3 separate regions of the Sus scrofa genome follow, and all the other regions are linked to region 1. A link is a contact called in public Hi-C and HiChIP or PLAC-seq data. All regions are on one chromosome and are shown on one strand. The core of a region is the stretch at or near the end of the contact, and the rest is flanking DNA. Distances in the headings are between cores, read along the strand shown.

Region 1 (4,852 bases), core at 1,129-3,628:
CTTCTTAATACTTCTAAGCCCTGCAAACTCAGACGAGCACGTTTCCATTATCATAAGGTTTTTGAATCCTTTAAGGAACAGGTCCTGTCCTTCTCACACTGAAGTGTCTTTCTTTTTTTTTTAACATAACTGACTGTACCTTGCTTCATGTACCTGCCCTCCAGCCCCTAGTCTCCAGCATGCCACCGACAAAATAAAGAAAACCTCAGAGAAAGAACTAGTCCAATCTACTTGCTGCTAACTGTGATGTATAAAAATGAAGCCTTGGGTGTAGCCCTCCCATTAGAAACGAGTATTTCTCTTGCTTGCCAATTTAGACTATAAATTTCATAGGCAAGGGATGAAGGTTTCTTTTTTAATAGTGGATGAAGCTTTTTAGTATAACCCATAGCAGAGAGCAAAGGCTAGAAGAAGGAATGTTTCATATTGCCGGAAAGTCAATATAAAATGGACTTTGGGCACTCTGCTATACAGCAGAAACTGACACACTGTAAATCAACTATGCTTAAAACAAAAACAAACAAAAAACAAAAAAAACCCAAAAAACTTTAGTGGCACCAGGACATGAAGAGTGAGGGGTACCTAAGGTAATCTCTCTAGCACTCTAGGTCTTTATTCTGGAGAAAAGACTCTCCTTACCCTAAAGTCGACGTGCAACTTCTGATCCCGGCAGATGGGGCAGGGATTCCCAGCAACTTTATTTCCCCGCTGTAGAGAGAAGAAACTGGCAGGTGAAGATGTTCAAAGCCTTGTCTGAAAAAGTGCAGCTACCACTGCGGCTATAGCCTTCAGCCCCACTCCACATCCCATCCATGTGTCACCTTCAGAAACTCACAATACACATCTTTCGAGTCCGCTGTGGGGGTATTCCACCTTTGTGGTTGCGACGGTAGTCAGCCCAGACAGGGCGAGAACCATAGCGGTTCTGGTATTCTGAAATGAAAGGCCACTTAAGTCATGTCTGGGTGCAGGTGGTGGGGGGCATCTCTGTCCCTTTATTTCAGACCTGACTTGCCCTCCCCTCCCCCATGAAGAAGTACCTTCTGAGTCCAGATATTTCCAGGGTTCATCTTTATAAGGGGAAATGGGAACCTGGGGCAAAGAATCATCCTCAGGGGGAGCTTTGGTGCAAAGAGTCTGGAGGAGAACCTATAGAAGGAGAGTGGAAATGAGACAGTGAGTTCAAGGAGAAACCTGACTGGTTAGCTGCCAACAGTTCAGGGAGAAAAAGAATCTATACCCACTATGTTAATGAAATATATATGAAAGGTAGCGTTGGGTGGGGGGGTTAAGTTGACATCATTAACCACCAGTCTCCCTACTGTAACTGGATCTTCAGAGAAAGAGTCATGTTGGAGGGTAACTAGATAGCTGATGGGGAGGCAAATTTATTTGAGAAAACAACTCAAAAACGTGGCACATATAAGATACTCTGTCCTTTCTGGGACAGACCGAGTCTAGTGGAGAAAAAGGGAGAATGTCTTATCTTCTTGGAGTTAAGATGAATGGCAGGAAGGAAATGCAAAGACAGATGAATCTCCACTCAATCCGATCCTGAATCACTGAGTTGCCCAGCCTTATAAAAAGTTGAAGGTCAACATTCCATAGGACAGAATAAACTTGAGTCCTAACGCTACCTTTAAAGCTACCAGGCCTATAATTAACTCTGTGGTGACCCTTGTCACCAATTTTTAGTCCCACTGTAGGGAGTGGCAGCTGGGCTAAGCCTTCCCATCTCGCCCTGCCCCGCTAAGAATCTGCCCTGCCAAGAACCTCCAGGGGGGTAAGTACGTGAGGCTGGAGGGAAACCTCGACCCAAAGTTAAGCTCATGTATGCTCTGATGAGAAACTGATTCAGTGACATAAAGAGAGCCGAGACACTGGTCCCCAGGTCGTGAGAATGTGTCCTGGCTTTATTAGGCTATAGCAGGGCTGGTAGAAGTTAGTGTCTGTCCCTCAACCCAAAGACCTTACTGGGCATCGCAGATTTAGACATCGTCTGAACAGTTCACAGCTGGTTTGTGTTATGACCAAGGGGTTCATTCCATCTCTTAATTATTTAATCGAGATGGAAACTAGGGAAGAGGATACCATCCAACCCTGGCTCTTCACCCTCGACTCGAAATAAGAAAATGCGCGCAGTATCGAGGAACGAGAAGGGAAGAGAGTGGTGGAAGTAAAGCATTGCCTTGACAGCAATCGGGAAGCTCTCCGCTCCTGGATTCCCAGAAGTGGAGCGACAACCTAGAGAAAGTACAGTTTAAGTTTTGGGTTGTACAAAACGTGCTCCAAGGAGTTACCTGAACTCCGTAGGCACCTCTGAAGGGCGAAACGCCAGGAAGGCGCCTCAGCAACACGTTCAATATGGAGGCAGCCATCTTGACGTACGCCCAAAGCAGGAAAGGCTAGAAAGGCGACTGCGCATGCACCTGGAAACTGACTGGGGGTAGGGCCAAGGACGCGCCCGCAGTGCGGAAGACGGCCGCGCATCTGCGTCAAGACGGAAACGAGAAAGGGGGGCCATAAGGAGAAGGCAATTTCAACTGCGTCACAATCGAATTCGGCCTCAAAATTGCGTTTTTGCGGCACCAGTCACTACGATTCTTAGACCTCATTCTTCGAGTTTGTCTTGTAAGCAATTTTGAAGGAGATTTTGACCGAGATTCTCTCACTGCGCATGCGCCGGTCCGATTCTACCAACCCAGGGTGAGAAATGGTCTCGAGGGCGGAAGTGGTGGAAGCAGAGGAAAGGGAGGTGCTAGGCCGCCCGGTCACGCGCACGCGTTAGCGGGCCAGGAAGGAGGCGGAAGAGGGTGCCCAGGGGAAGGGGCTGAGCGAAGCCGAAGACAGGCTAGCCAATCAGCTGGCGAGTTGTCTTTCTGGTTGGCCAATGAACTCACGCCTCGCGCACAATGTCTCGCGACAAGGGCGCTTCACTGGCACGTTTGCGCGCGTTGGGCGGCGTCCGGGTATAAAAGACTCCGCCCGAGCGGGCAGCCGCCATTCTGGGGTTCGTTTAGAGGTAAGTTTCGCCTTTTTGTCGGTTGGAGGGTGACATTTTTGGCCTGGGAAACGGGTTCGGCCTAGGCTCAGTTGGGAGCCATGACTTGTGTTAAGCGGCTGTTTTCGGGATGGGACACAGAGGTGTTTGAGGGCAACAAAAACGGTATTTTGGGGCGTTTCCGAGCAACCCGTATTGATTGTATCTTTCTCCCTTTTGTTCCTTTTATCCCAGGTTTGAATTTTCTCGGAGAAAGACAGGCCAGCCACGAGGAAAAAAGAAACAAGCCGCAGCAACATCTAAGCCCTTGAAAGGATCCTGAGAGAGGGGGGAAAGGGAAAACAGCAGCCACCAGCCCAACCACTTGTGTCTTCTGCCCCTTCCCACCTATCTTGCCCACCCCACCAGCCCACGCTGCTTGGGACTTGAAATTGTGGCCGAAGGACCGTCACCACATAACTTCAAAAATAATCAACCACCCTCCCTTCCCAAACCCACTCAAATTCACTCATCCAGCGTTTACTTTTTTGAATCCACTCAGAACTTTTTTTCTACGACCCCCCTCCCTAAATGGAGTTGGGTGGGGGGGGAAATGAATACTGAGTTGGCCTTTATTTTTTTTAAAGAGACTTTTTGATCCAATGAGGCCCCGCAAATAATTGAGTTTTGGGTCCTGGTTGGTTGTTTTATTTTTTTCTCTAAAATTTTAACCCCCTCCCCCCCTGAGCCCGAGGTGCTGACGTCGCAAAAAAATTGGATAGTAAGTGTCGAATTTTCAAAAACCAGCCTTGCAACAAGAAATCAACGTTTCCCGTTGTGAAACCAAAAATAATGAGAGGACGAAATGAGACCATAGAACAAATAGAGAACTGGAGAAGGACCGATCCGGTCGCTTAATCTCCATTAAAAGGGCCTTTGGGTCTTAACAGTGGTGTTCTCTCCTCTACCACCTACCTCTTCCCTGCCCTGGTGCGGGCAAGGAGAGGGTGGAGGGAGGGCCAGCAAGTTAGGATTTTGATGGTTAACCCTTGGTAATCCAGCCAATTTCCAGACTGCCAAAGCCATAAGTGTTTACTTTTTTATAAAGAGGAATGGTTACCTTCCTCTCGTTAGCTGCAGTCTTCAAAAGGGTTAATGAGCTCACATACAAAAGATGGTGGATCTTGTGGCCCAGAAGTCCCACTTCTTTGTGTGTGAGACAAGCAGGGCGCCTTTCAATTTGCCAGATTAATAAGCAATCTGTACATAAAGATTGCAGGGTAAGGAGATGGGCAGAGAAATAGTAGTTGACTATGACTTTAAATGATTGTTAACTCCTCTCAATTTTGATGTAATTTGCTTGGGGTATATTTGTGTGCTTAATATAGGTGGCAATCTAGGAATAAAGATTGCAAGACACTTAATTCAGGGCAAAATATAGTCTTAGTGCCAATACATACAAGATAATAGTTGGGGAGGTAAAAAATGTCTTGTAATTGTTGCAGATTGCATAGGTTATTTAAAAGCAGAAAAAGTGATTAACATTTTTAACTTGATACTTTTTGGCGGGGGTGGGGGGGTAATACAGTTAAGTAGAGGGTGGAAAGGTTGGGGAAATGTGGAAATCAGGAGTATAATTTTAAAAGCCATTTAGTGCAATTGAATGCTAGCATTTTGTCGTTAAAAGGAATTTTTTTCTTCCCTGCTTCAATATGGCGACTTTCTTTGTCCTTTTGTCTTCCAAGCGGCGTTGCAGGTTGTGTCTTGACCCATTTTTCTCCTGTCCTCCCACCTCAACCCTATTTGTTGACAGGGGTCCAAGTCCTCCCCCTTTCCCTTTATAGGGAGGATGGGGGGTGGTCGATAGTAAGG
Region 2 (4,852 bases), core at 1,030-3,529, 54 kb after region 1:
GCCAGTATCATAGCATCATAACTACTATAGTTTTACAATAAGGCTTGATATTCAGAATAAGCCCTTCCACTTTGACTGTCTTTGCAATCTCTCACCTTGACCCTTTGCATTTACATACAAGAATGTAGAATGTTTACTTTCTACAAAAACTTTGTAGGGATTATAACTGTGAGTGCATTGATCCTATAGGTCAATTTGGGAAGAACTGACACTTTCACAGCATTGAGTTTTTTCAATCTGTCAGGACATATTTTCCATTAATTTAAGAGGTATAGAATGCCTGATCTTTGAAGTCCTTCCTGGGTTTCAGTCTGTACTCCCCCACCCCATTCCTCCCTTCTCAGGACCTAATCCAAGAATCACGGCCCCTTTCTCCTCACCTGACTTGGGATCACCAGGCTTTCCATTGGCCATGGGGGGAGGACCCAGAAGGCTGGGTGGTCCTACGAGTAGACATGAAAATATGGTCATCAGAATGGACTAAAGGACTGGTGATCTTGCTTTTATATATTTTTCTTCTATTACTCATTTCTTAATCTAACTGCTAAAGCCAGGTATATTCTCAGTTACCAGCTCTCACCCTATCTATCTGCAAAGCATTTTCAGGATTTGCAAAGTGGAGACTCAAGGGGAATAATGAGGAAAGGATATCTACAAACTTTCTCTTAGGCTGTTGCTATCCAAAAGATCCTAAGTGGTTCCAGAAGTAATCCAATTTCTCGCTTTAACTGTTGACCAATCAGATAGCTCTCCCCACCTCCATCCCATTCCCGAGTAGTTTAAAGAAGGCTGCTCTTCCACCTTCCCTGTGAAAGTCTGGTCACAAACTGTCATCCCAGTCATGCAATCTGCAACCTCTCTAGGGCCCCCACTCCCCTGTCGTGCTGCGGCTGCGCACACGAACTCTTCGTCTTCTCCCTTGACTTCTTTAGAAAGGTTTAGGGGCCGGTTTGAAGTTAAGGGTTCAAGTAAGAGATCTCACATAGTGCTCTATTCCGGACAGGCCTCCCCCAGCCCCCGCCCCAGCGCGTGCGCCCTTCCTCCTTCCGTTAGAGCCCCCTCCCCAGCACATTTTCGGCGGCTAGCCCCTCGCCTGGCCCAGCTGACAGGCATGTGCACACCCCTCTCGGACTCCTCACCGATGGGACTCCCATCCTCCTCATCTCCAGTCTCTTCCCGCTCTGTCAGTGGGGGCTGCTGATGCGGAGGCTGCTGCTGCTGAGTCTGCTTCTTTCGTTTCGGCATCGTGGTTGCGGCAATGGCTGCAGCGGGATTTGGAGAGCAGTGAGGAAGGGGCACGCTGGAATTCTGTTTCCGCTTCCGGGGGGGCAGTGGACAGTGAAGGCTGGGGCTCCCGCCATTTCACTTCCGGAAGGCTCTGGGGACCCTTTGTGCGGCTCGTCTCACATCAGCAGGCTCCCTCGGCCTTAGCCAGGCGTGGCAGCAATCCCAAACCATTCCTTTATCGCATTTCTATGAACGCTTGAAAAAGTCGCTCGCTTCCCCCCGGCTGGGAAAAAAACACAACCGGCTCCTCACAGTGTGTCATAGAGTCGGCGGGCTCTCGGGGCAGAAAGCCTGACAGAGGGGCTGTCGCACCCTAAGATCGCCACATCCGGTCCCCGGTTTCTATGGTAACAGCTGCAGGCACAACTTCGTGCCCTGTGACCTCCCTCCAAACATCCTTGTCCCACCTGGATTTCCCTCCTCGGCCGCACTTGCACTTATGATCTGTAAATCTGCTCCTTATCACCGTTCCCACAAGGAATCTGGGTGCCAGCAGGGCAGTGCCTAGGGCTCTCCAAACCGCCATCCGCCCCTCAAGACCTCTGACCCTGTCCTAGTGTAGCCCAGTCATTTGGCTTCCTTCCCGGGACGCGTGGTCGCGGCTTTCCTCCAAGATCCAGCCGGAGGGTTGGTAAAGTAGATTCTGCGCGTCCCTTTCTCCCCCGGGTGGTAAGACCCGCCCTCCGCTCCACTGCCCCCACCAGGTGAGTGGTAGCTTCTCCCCCGCGCGCAAGGTAGTGATGACACGCGTCCCCCCTCCTCCGAGCGCTAGTTGGTAGCGTCCGTGACGAAGTTAGACCGATCCTCCCACGCGCGCCTCCTTTCTCGCGGCTGCTGAGCCCTGTCCGTGCCACTGGCTCTTACATGCTGGTAGCCCACCTCTCATCATTCTCTTGCCTCGCTCCCAGTGGAAAGTGACTGTATTTTCCCCTGGTCGTCTTCCACCCCGGCCGCGGGGGCGCATCGGCCAGGCCCGCCCGCTGACGTCACCTTCCAGCCCCGCCCCCTCCAGGGTCCCGGGCCCCTGCGACCGGGGCTGCCCCGGGGGGAGTCAGTTGAAGCGGCTGGAGCTCGGCGGAGGGCGGGCCAGGTGACTGGTCCGGGCCATGCCGAGGAAGAAGCCTTTCAGCGTGAAGCAGAAGAAGAAGCAGTTGCAGGACAAGCGGGAGCGGAAGCGAGGTCAGTGCGGGAGCCAGAAGAGGGGGCGGGGCTCGGACTCCCGCACATCTGGAGGGAGGGGTGTGCCCACCTCACCTCTGGGAGGCGTGGGAAGGGGTGGCGGCAGCGCGCCGACGCGCGTGGGCGACCGCAGAGGGGATTCCCTCACCCCAGCCCCCCTACATCTGGAAGGGGTGGGGAAGGATGGAGAGTTGGGGGAGGGGAATCCCTCCAGCTCCTACGGGGCGCCATCCCCACAGATCCCTGGAGGAGTGCCTCCCCCCACGCACATCCGGGAGGGTCCTGGGCAGAGTAGGTGGGAGGATCTGGCTTCAAAAGAATCAGGGTGGTGTGAGGAGGAGCCAGGCCAACCGTGGGGGGGGGGTCTTATGGCCCCTGAGAGCTGGCCAGCACTGGCGTCACCAGCTCCTCCCCGCAGGGCTTCAAGATGGGCTGCGATCCAGTTCCAACAGCCGCAGCGGGAGCCGGGAGCGGCGGGAGGAGCAGACTGACACCTCGGACGGGGAATCTGTGACCCATCACATCCGCAGGCTCAACCAGCAGCCTTCCCAGGGGCTGGGCCCGCGTGGCTATGACCCAAATCGGTGAGAGTGGGCGGGGGTCTCTGGCCTGGGCTTCCCCGCCTACCCGGAAGTCAGAGCGCTAGGGGAAAGCAGGCTGCTGCTGGTGGAGGCTTGAAACTGGAGATGGTGGGGCTGGGATGCGACGGTTTTCCGCGGGGCCTCTGGGTCACCAGAGCGGGCCACGATCTTCTGGACTGGAGGGGCTGGGGAGAGTTTGGCCTTCAGAAGGGCGAGACTTGGAGGAAGGCCTACTGCTGTGTGAAAAAGATTTGGGGGAGGGCCCATTCAGAGGAGTGACTTGAACTCTGGAGAGGAAGCTTTGCGAAGTTGTCTGCCCAAGAGGGTAGTTTGTGACCAAGGATTGGCGATGGATGTGGTGGTCCCTGTCCTGTTAGGTATCGGCTGCATTTTGAGCGAGACAGCCGAGAGGAGGTGGAGAGGAGAAAGAGAGCGGCCCGGGAGCAAGTGCTGCAGCCCGTGAGTGCTGAGCTGCTGGAGCTGGACATCCAGGAAGTCTATCAGCCTGGGTCTGGTGAGTGAGCTCAGCGCTGGGAGCTTAGGTCAGGCAGTGGGCTGGGGAAAGGAGTTTAGAAGAGTAAGAGCTGACTGGGAGGAAGAATGGGAGGGCCTGGGATGCACCCTAGGTTCTAAAACTATTCTCAGACTTATTTGGACTTTTTCTTGATTTCTCAGTTCTGGACTTTCCCCGACGTCCTCCTTGGAACTATGAAATGTCCAAGGAGCAACTGATGAGCCAGGAGGAACGGAGCTTCCAGGAGTATCTTGGGAAGATTCATGGGGCTTATACCTCTGAGAAACTCAGTTACTTTGAGCACAATCTGGAGGTGAGAATAGAGTGAAGACAGGAGTGGGGCGTAGTGACACGTGGTCAGATTGGTCTGCCGTCAGGCAGGAGAGCAACTCTGGGCTCAGGTTCTCTCATATCAACCTTGTCTTTTCAGACATGGAGGCAGCTGTGGCGAGTGTTAGAGATGTCTGACATTGTCCTGCTAATTACTGATATCCGACATCCAGTGAGTCCTGGGGATGAGGTTGGGCCAGGGGAGGAGGGAGGAAGATCCTTGTGGGGTAAAGGGCAGAAGCAGGAGTTGGGAGGCAAAGAGGTAACCTCTTCCTTTCTGGTCTCCTCTATTCCATGCTGATGGCTGCAGTCCAAAGACTCAGTCTTTATTCATCAGTGTCCCAGCCTGTCACTCCTCCCCTGGCCACTGCCTCTCCTTTTCTTTGCTCCTTTGATGAAAAACTGCATATCCTGTTTCCTAGCCCACTAGAGCTCATACAAAGTCCCAGTATGGAGCTCCAGGGGATTCTGTGAAAAGGGCTGCCCTGCCGTAGGGGTCACTGCAGAACTCAGCCTCCCTCGGGATGCTAGGGTAGTGGCTAAAGCTGTAGACTCTGCTGCTGGACGGCCCTTGTGTGACCTGGCTCTGCTACTTCACAGTTGTCCTCCAGTGGGAGAAAGGGAAGTCTGAGGACTGTGGGGACATTCAGGTTGGAGATCTTTAACAGCATGTATGCACACTCCTTCACACAGACATACACGCGCATTCACACGCTCACACAGCCACACATACTCAACACAAATGTGCATGTGTGCATGCACACATGTATGCATGTGTACACATGTAGACAGGTGTGTGCACTTGAAAATAGATACATATTTTTGGAGTTCCCATCATGGCCCAGCGGAAATGAATCTGACTAGCATCCATGATGATGCGGGTTTGATCCCTGACCTCGCTCAGTGGGTTAAGGATCTGGTGTTGCGTAGGTCGCAGACGTGGCCGGGATCTGGCATTAAT
Region 3 (4,852 bases), core at 1,748-4,247, 42 kb before region 1:
AGCATCCACTAAACTGGAAGTACCACAAAGGCAGACGATGTTGGTTGGGTTTACCTAGCATCCCCAGCCCTGGCACCTAGTGGACACAGAAAATTATTTCTAGAATGAATGACTGAATAAATGAGTGAATAGATAAAGAGAGCTAAAAATTTGGAGGCAAAAGACACTCTGAATTGAAGGACTATGGTCAGAAGCCTAGTGCAATGCAAGCAGCCAGAGAGTGTATGATTAGTAGTGGCTAATCCATGGGATTTTACTCCAAGACTCCGGACCATAAATAATAAATCTACTGAGGGGAGTTCCCATCTTGGCACAGTGGTTAACGAATCTGACTAGGAACCATGAGGTTGCGGGTTTGATCCCTGGCCTTGCTCAGGGGGTTGAGGATCCAGTGTTGTCATGAGCTGTGGTGTAGGTCGCAGACAAGGCTCAGATCCCACATTGCTGTGGCTGTGGCCTAGGCCGGCAGCTACAGCTCTGATTAGACTCCTAGCCTGGGAACCTCCATATGCCACATGAGTGGCCCTAGAAAAGGCAAAAAACTAACTAACTAAATAAATCTGCGGAAATTGCAGGTTTATGTTCAGATTCCTGAAAAAGGGTCTCCTCTGATAGGTGATGGGTTTTATATTCCTAAAGTTTTATGAACCATAGATAATTCATGGCTTTGTGGTCCAAGTGTTGTGGTTACAGGAAGGTTTTCCCATTTCAATGAATTTCTATCTTCCACAAATGTGGAATATCTATATTTTAATTGTTAGGTCATTTTTTAAAGTTCTGGCTAGTAAAAGACATGGCTAAGCAGTTATATTCCTGTCATTAGAGGATGCTTCTCCCAACCTAGTCAAAGGAGAATCCCCCTTTGTTAAAAACAAAATGTGTTACACAAGTTGATTTTTTTTTTCTTTTTTACAGCTGCACCTGTGGCTTATGGTAGTTCCTGGGCTAGGGGTTGAATTGGAGCTGCAGCTGCTAGCCTACACCACAGCCACACAGCAATGTCAGATCTGAGCCACATCTGAGACCTATACCTCAGCTTGCAGCAACGCTGGATCTTTAACCCACTGATGGAGCCATGGATTGAACCCTCATCCTCATGGACACTATGTCAGGTTATTAACCCACCAAGCTGCAGTGGGAACTCCAGACAAATTGATCTTAGACATATGTTGAAAGTCTTTAATTTACTAGCAAGGGAACAAGCAAAGTGTCAAAAGAATGAGCCCCTTCAGAGAGAGTGTGGGCATGGAGGGAAACGCTGGCAGCTAATTTGGTAAAGATCCTAATCAGCTGTGACCCAGGAAAGCAGAGGCAGAAAGCTCTGAGATGCCAGGGGTGCCTAGGGTTCATTTTAGAAACAGAAAACAGTGATCCAAGAAATCAATGATGTGGAGCTACCTGTGGCTGTTAATTGGAATAAGAAATGTTTTGTTTCCCAACAGTTGTGTCTGATAAATCCGATTAATTGTAAAAGTATGAAGCAGTATCAAAAAGAGGTCAGATAGCAAAGTCAAGCAACAAGTTCTGCTTATTTAAAATTAAGCAGCGCTTGGAGTTCCTCGCTGTGGCGCAGCAGAAACAATCCGACTAGAAACCATTGCGGTTTGATCCCTGGCCTCGCTCAGTGGGTTAAGGATTTGGCGTTGTCCTGAGCTGTGGCATAGGTCACCGACGCGGCTTGGATCCAGCGTTGCTGGGGATGTGGTGCAGGCCGGCAGCTGTGGCTCCGATTGACCCCTAGCCTGGGAACCTCCATATGCCGCGAGTATGGACCTAAAAATCGATGAAAAATGAAGTTAAGCAGACGGTGGAGTTCCCTGATTCGAGCGGGTGAGGATCTGGCCTTGTACTGCTGTGCAGCAGGTTAGATCCAGGCACAGGGAACTTCCAAATGCCTTGGGCGTGGCCAAAAAAAATTAAGTAGCCACTGATCAATCTCTCAAGCTGTCAGGAAAGAAAAAAAAAGCAAAATACATTTTGTGCATTAGTTTGGAGATCTTCTAAAATAACTTTCTGAGAAGGCACTGAGTTTTTTCCTTCAGATCCCAAATTTCTTCCTACCTAGAGTCCTGCCTTATGCTTAACCTATATTCATTTCTGCAGAAAGTATCAGTCCTAGCAAAGGTCACTCCTAATCAGCACGGGCGAATCTGTAATAAGTGGACCGATCTTCTAATTTGAAATGGACTTCACCGCCCTCCCGCAAACACACACTCACAAACCTTGCGTTATTTTTGGTTTCATAGAATTTACATGTTTATTTTATTTTTTTATTTTTTTGTCTTTTTGCTATTTCTTGGGCCGCTCCCGCGGCATATGGAGGTTCCCAGGCTAGGGGTCGAATTGGAGCTGTAGCCACCGGCCTACGTCAGAGCCACAACAACACGGGATCCGAGCCGCGTCTGCAACCTACACCACAGCTCACGGCAACGCCGGATCGTTAACCCACTGAGCAAGGGCAGGGACCGAACCCGCAACCTCATGGTTCCTAGTCGGATTCGTTAACCACTGCGCCACCACGGGAACTCCTACATGTTTAATTTACATGTAAATTTCCCCCTCCCCCGCAGCCTCTGTAAATTCATCACGGGATTCGTTTCGGATTGATTTTTGCTATATCCCCGGGGACTGAAACTGTACCTAACGCATATTAGGATCTTAGCATTTGCTGAATGAAATACCTACAAATCACCAACGTGGTGGGGGAGGCAGAGAGATTAACTAAGGGAGGAAATGAAACTTTTATCCCGTACACTTCCGCGAGATTTGGGCCCGTTCAGCCACCGTAGTGCTTAGGCCGGAAAAGTGGACCACTTCCGGCCTCCGGGGTCCGGGAAGATTGCTTTGGACTGTCAGCAACCGAACCCCGAAGTGCTAAGGCAGCTTCTTTGGGGAGGAGAGGTTCCAGCCCGGGGCTCCAGGCCTCCGACCCGCCCGGTCGCCAGCGTGGCTGCTGGAGATACTTTCAGGGCCAGGAATAAGGAGCATAGGTCGCCATGGCGACGCCGGCTGGGCTGGAGCGCTGGGTGCAGGACGAGCTGCACTCGGTGCTGGGGCTGAGCGAGCGGCACGTGGCCCAGTTCCTGATCGGTACCGCACAGCGCTGCGCCTCTGCGGAAGAGTTTGTGCAGCGCCTGCGAGACACTGATACCCTGGACCTCAGCGGGCCAGCCCGGGACTTCGCCCTGAAACTCTGGAACAAGGTGCCTAGAGGGGCGGGGCCCCGGCGTGGGAGAAATAGGAGAGGGGGTGGAGCAGGGAAGGGGTCCCCAGGTTGTTTGTCCCAGTGAGGCTGGGCTGGACGCGCGTTTGGAGAATTAAGTTAACTCAGTTAACAGGCGTTTATCCTTTGTCCGTTATCGCCTGCGGGTTGAGGACGGCTTAAGTACGTTGGGTTAAGCGGTATAGAGCAGTGTTCTCAAACTTTTAACAGGTGTAGGATTCCTCTAGAGCTTTTGTTAAAATGCTGCTTCTAATTCAGTAGGTCTGGAAAGGATTCTTCGTTTCTTCATTTCGAAATCTAACAAGTTTCCAGGTGATGCTGATGGTCCACAGACCACACCTTGAGTAGTGCGGTTATAGAAGAAATGTGTGGGGAGTTCCTGTCGTGGCTCAGCGGTAACAAACCCGACTAATAGGACACAGGTTCCATCTCTGGCCTCACTCAGTGGGTTAAAGGATCCAGTGTTGCCGTGGGTTGTGTAGGTAGCAGACACCGGCTCAGATCCTCCCTTTCTGTGACTGTGGTTCAGGCCGGCAGCAATAGCTCCCATTAGACCCTAGCCCGGCTGGGAACTTTACATGCCACAGGTGTGCCCCTAAAAAGAAAAAAGAATGAAAGTATTGAGCTTGTTTACAGGATGGCAGATAACCTGATGCATCCGTCCTACAAGGTGCTTAGTGAGAGATGAAATTAGAACATTGTGATGTGAGGGTCAGGGCTTTTTGTTAATCTGTTCACCACTGTATCCTTGGAGTCTGGTACAGTGCCAGGCACGTGACAGGCTTCTGCAAAACAATCCTTGTCAGTTTGTCAGTCCTTGTGTTGGAATGACATTTTTTTTTTTTTTTTTTTTTGTCTTTCATCTTTTCAGGGCTGCACCTGCACCATATGGAGGTTCCCAGGCTAGGGATCCAATTGTAGCTACAGCTGCTGGCCTACGCCACAGCAGCACAGGATCTGAGCCACGTCTGTAACCTACACCACAGCTCTAGGCAACGCCATATCCTTAACCCGCTGAGCGAGGCCAGGGTCGAACCCGCATCCTCATGGTTGCCAGTCAGAGTCATTAACCACTGACCACAACTGGAACTCCCTTGTATGGGAATGACTTAGTCATTGGAAAGAAGGGAGGCAGAACAGTTGAGAACTGTTTGAGAATGTAAACTCCATGAGGATAAGGATTTTTCTCTTAATGTATCCCAGTATCCCTAATGCCTAGCAGTGGGTGCACAGGACAGGCTTTAATGAATGTTTGTTAAATGAATTACTGAAAAGAAGTTTAGAAGCTGAGCGGTCCCATTCAGGCAGGTGGGCCTGGTGCAAGGTCTTGGGGAAGGGAGAGAATGAAGGCCAGTTGAAGATCAAGTTACTCCTGGAGTTCCCGTCATGGCTCAGTGGTTAACGACTCTGACTGGCAACCACAAGGATGCGGGTTCGAACCCTGACCTCGCTCAGTGGGTTAAGGATTCATGAGCTGTGGTATGGATCATAGACGTGGCTCGGATCCCGTGTTGCTGTGGCTGTGGTATAGGCCGGCAGCTGTAGCTCTGATTGGACCCCTAGCCTGGGAACCTCCATATGCCTCAGGTGCGGCCCTCAAAAGACCAAAAAAAACAAAAAACAAATTAC

What was found. A called contact is a pair of places that touch in the nucleus more often than the background predicts. HiChIP or PLAC-seq counts read pairs in DNA pulled down with a chosen protein or histone mark.
Region 2: a contact with region 1 is called in an H3K27ac HiChIP or PLAC-seq map of alveolar macrophages. The contact joins the promoter of PRR3 here to the promoter of MRPS18B in region 1. A contact is called at or near these places in 1 of 5 promoter capture datasets (liver), 7 of 47 Hi-C or Micro-C datasets (alveolar macrophages, blood, embryonic fibroblasts and 3 more) and 2 of 2 datasets of contacts at active chromatin or transcription factors (alveolar macrophages and skeletal muscle).
Region 3: a contact with region 1 is called in a Hi-C map of fetal liver, with 1.6 times the contacts expected there. The contact joins the promoter of DHX16 here to the promoter of MRPS18B in region 1. A contact is called at or near these places in 9 of 47 Hi-C or Micro-C datasets (alveolar macrophages, epiblast stem cells, fetal liver and 5 more) and 1 of 2 datasets of contacts at active chromatin or transcription factors (alveolar macrophages).

What each region holds. Positions count from the first base shown.
Region 1 is chr7:23,163,840-23,168,691 of Sscrofa11.1, reverse strand. MRPS18B (mitochondrial ribosomal protein S18B) reads right to left here and starts at 2,378. Exons shown (of 7, transcript NM_001123140.1): 1 at 2,301-2,378; 2 at 1,041-1,149; 3 at 836-933; 4 at 640-708. The coding sequence starts at 2,378. It also overlaps a transcript of PPP1R10 not described here.
Region 2 is chr7:23,109,956-23,114,807 of Sscrofa11.1, reverse strand. It overlaps PRR3 (proline-rich protein 3), which reads right to left and starts at 2,279. Exons shown (of 5, transcript XR_002345608.1): 1 at 1,140-2,279; 2 at 381-443. GNL1 (G protein nucleolar 1 (putative)) reads left to right here and starts at 2,394. Exons shown (of 12, transcript NM_001128478.1): 1 at 2,394-2,466; 2 at 2,885-3,050; 3 at 3,425-3,561; 4 at 3,723-3,874; 5 at 3,992-4,063. The coding sequence starts at 2,394.
Region 3 is chr7:23,206,018-23,210,869 of Sscrofa11.1, reverse strand. It overlaps DHX16 (DEAH-box helicase 16), which reads left to right and starts at 2,997. Exons shown (of 20, transcript NM_001123106.1): 1 at 2,997-3,203. The coding sequence starts at 2,997.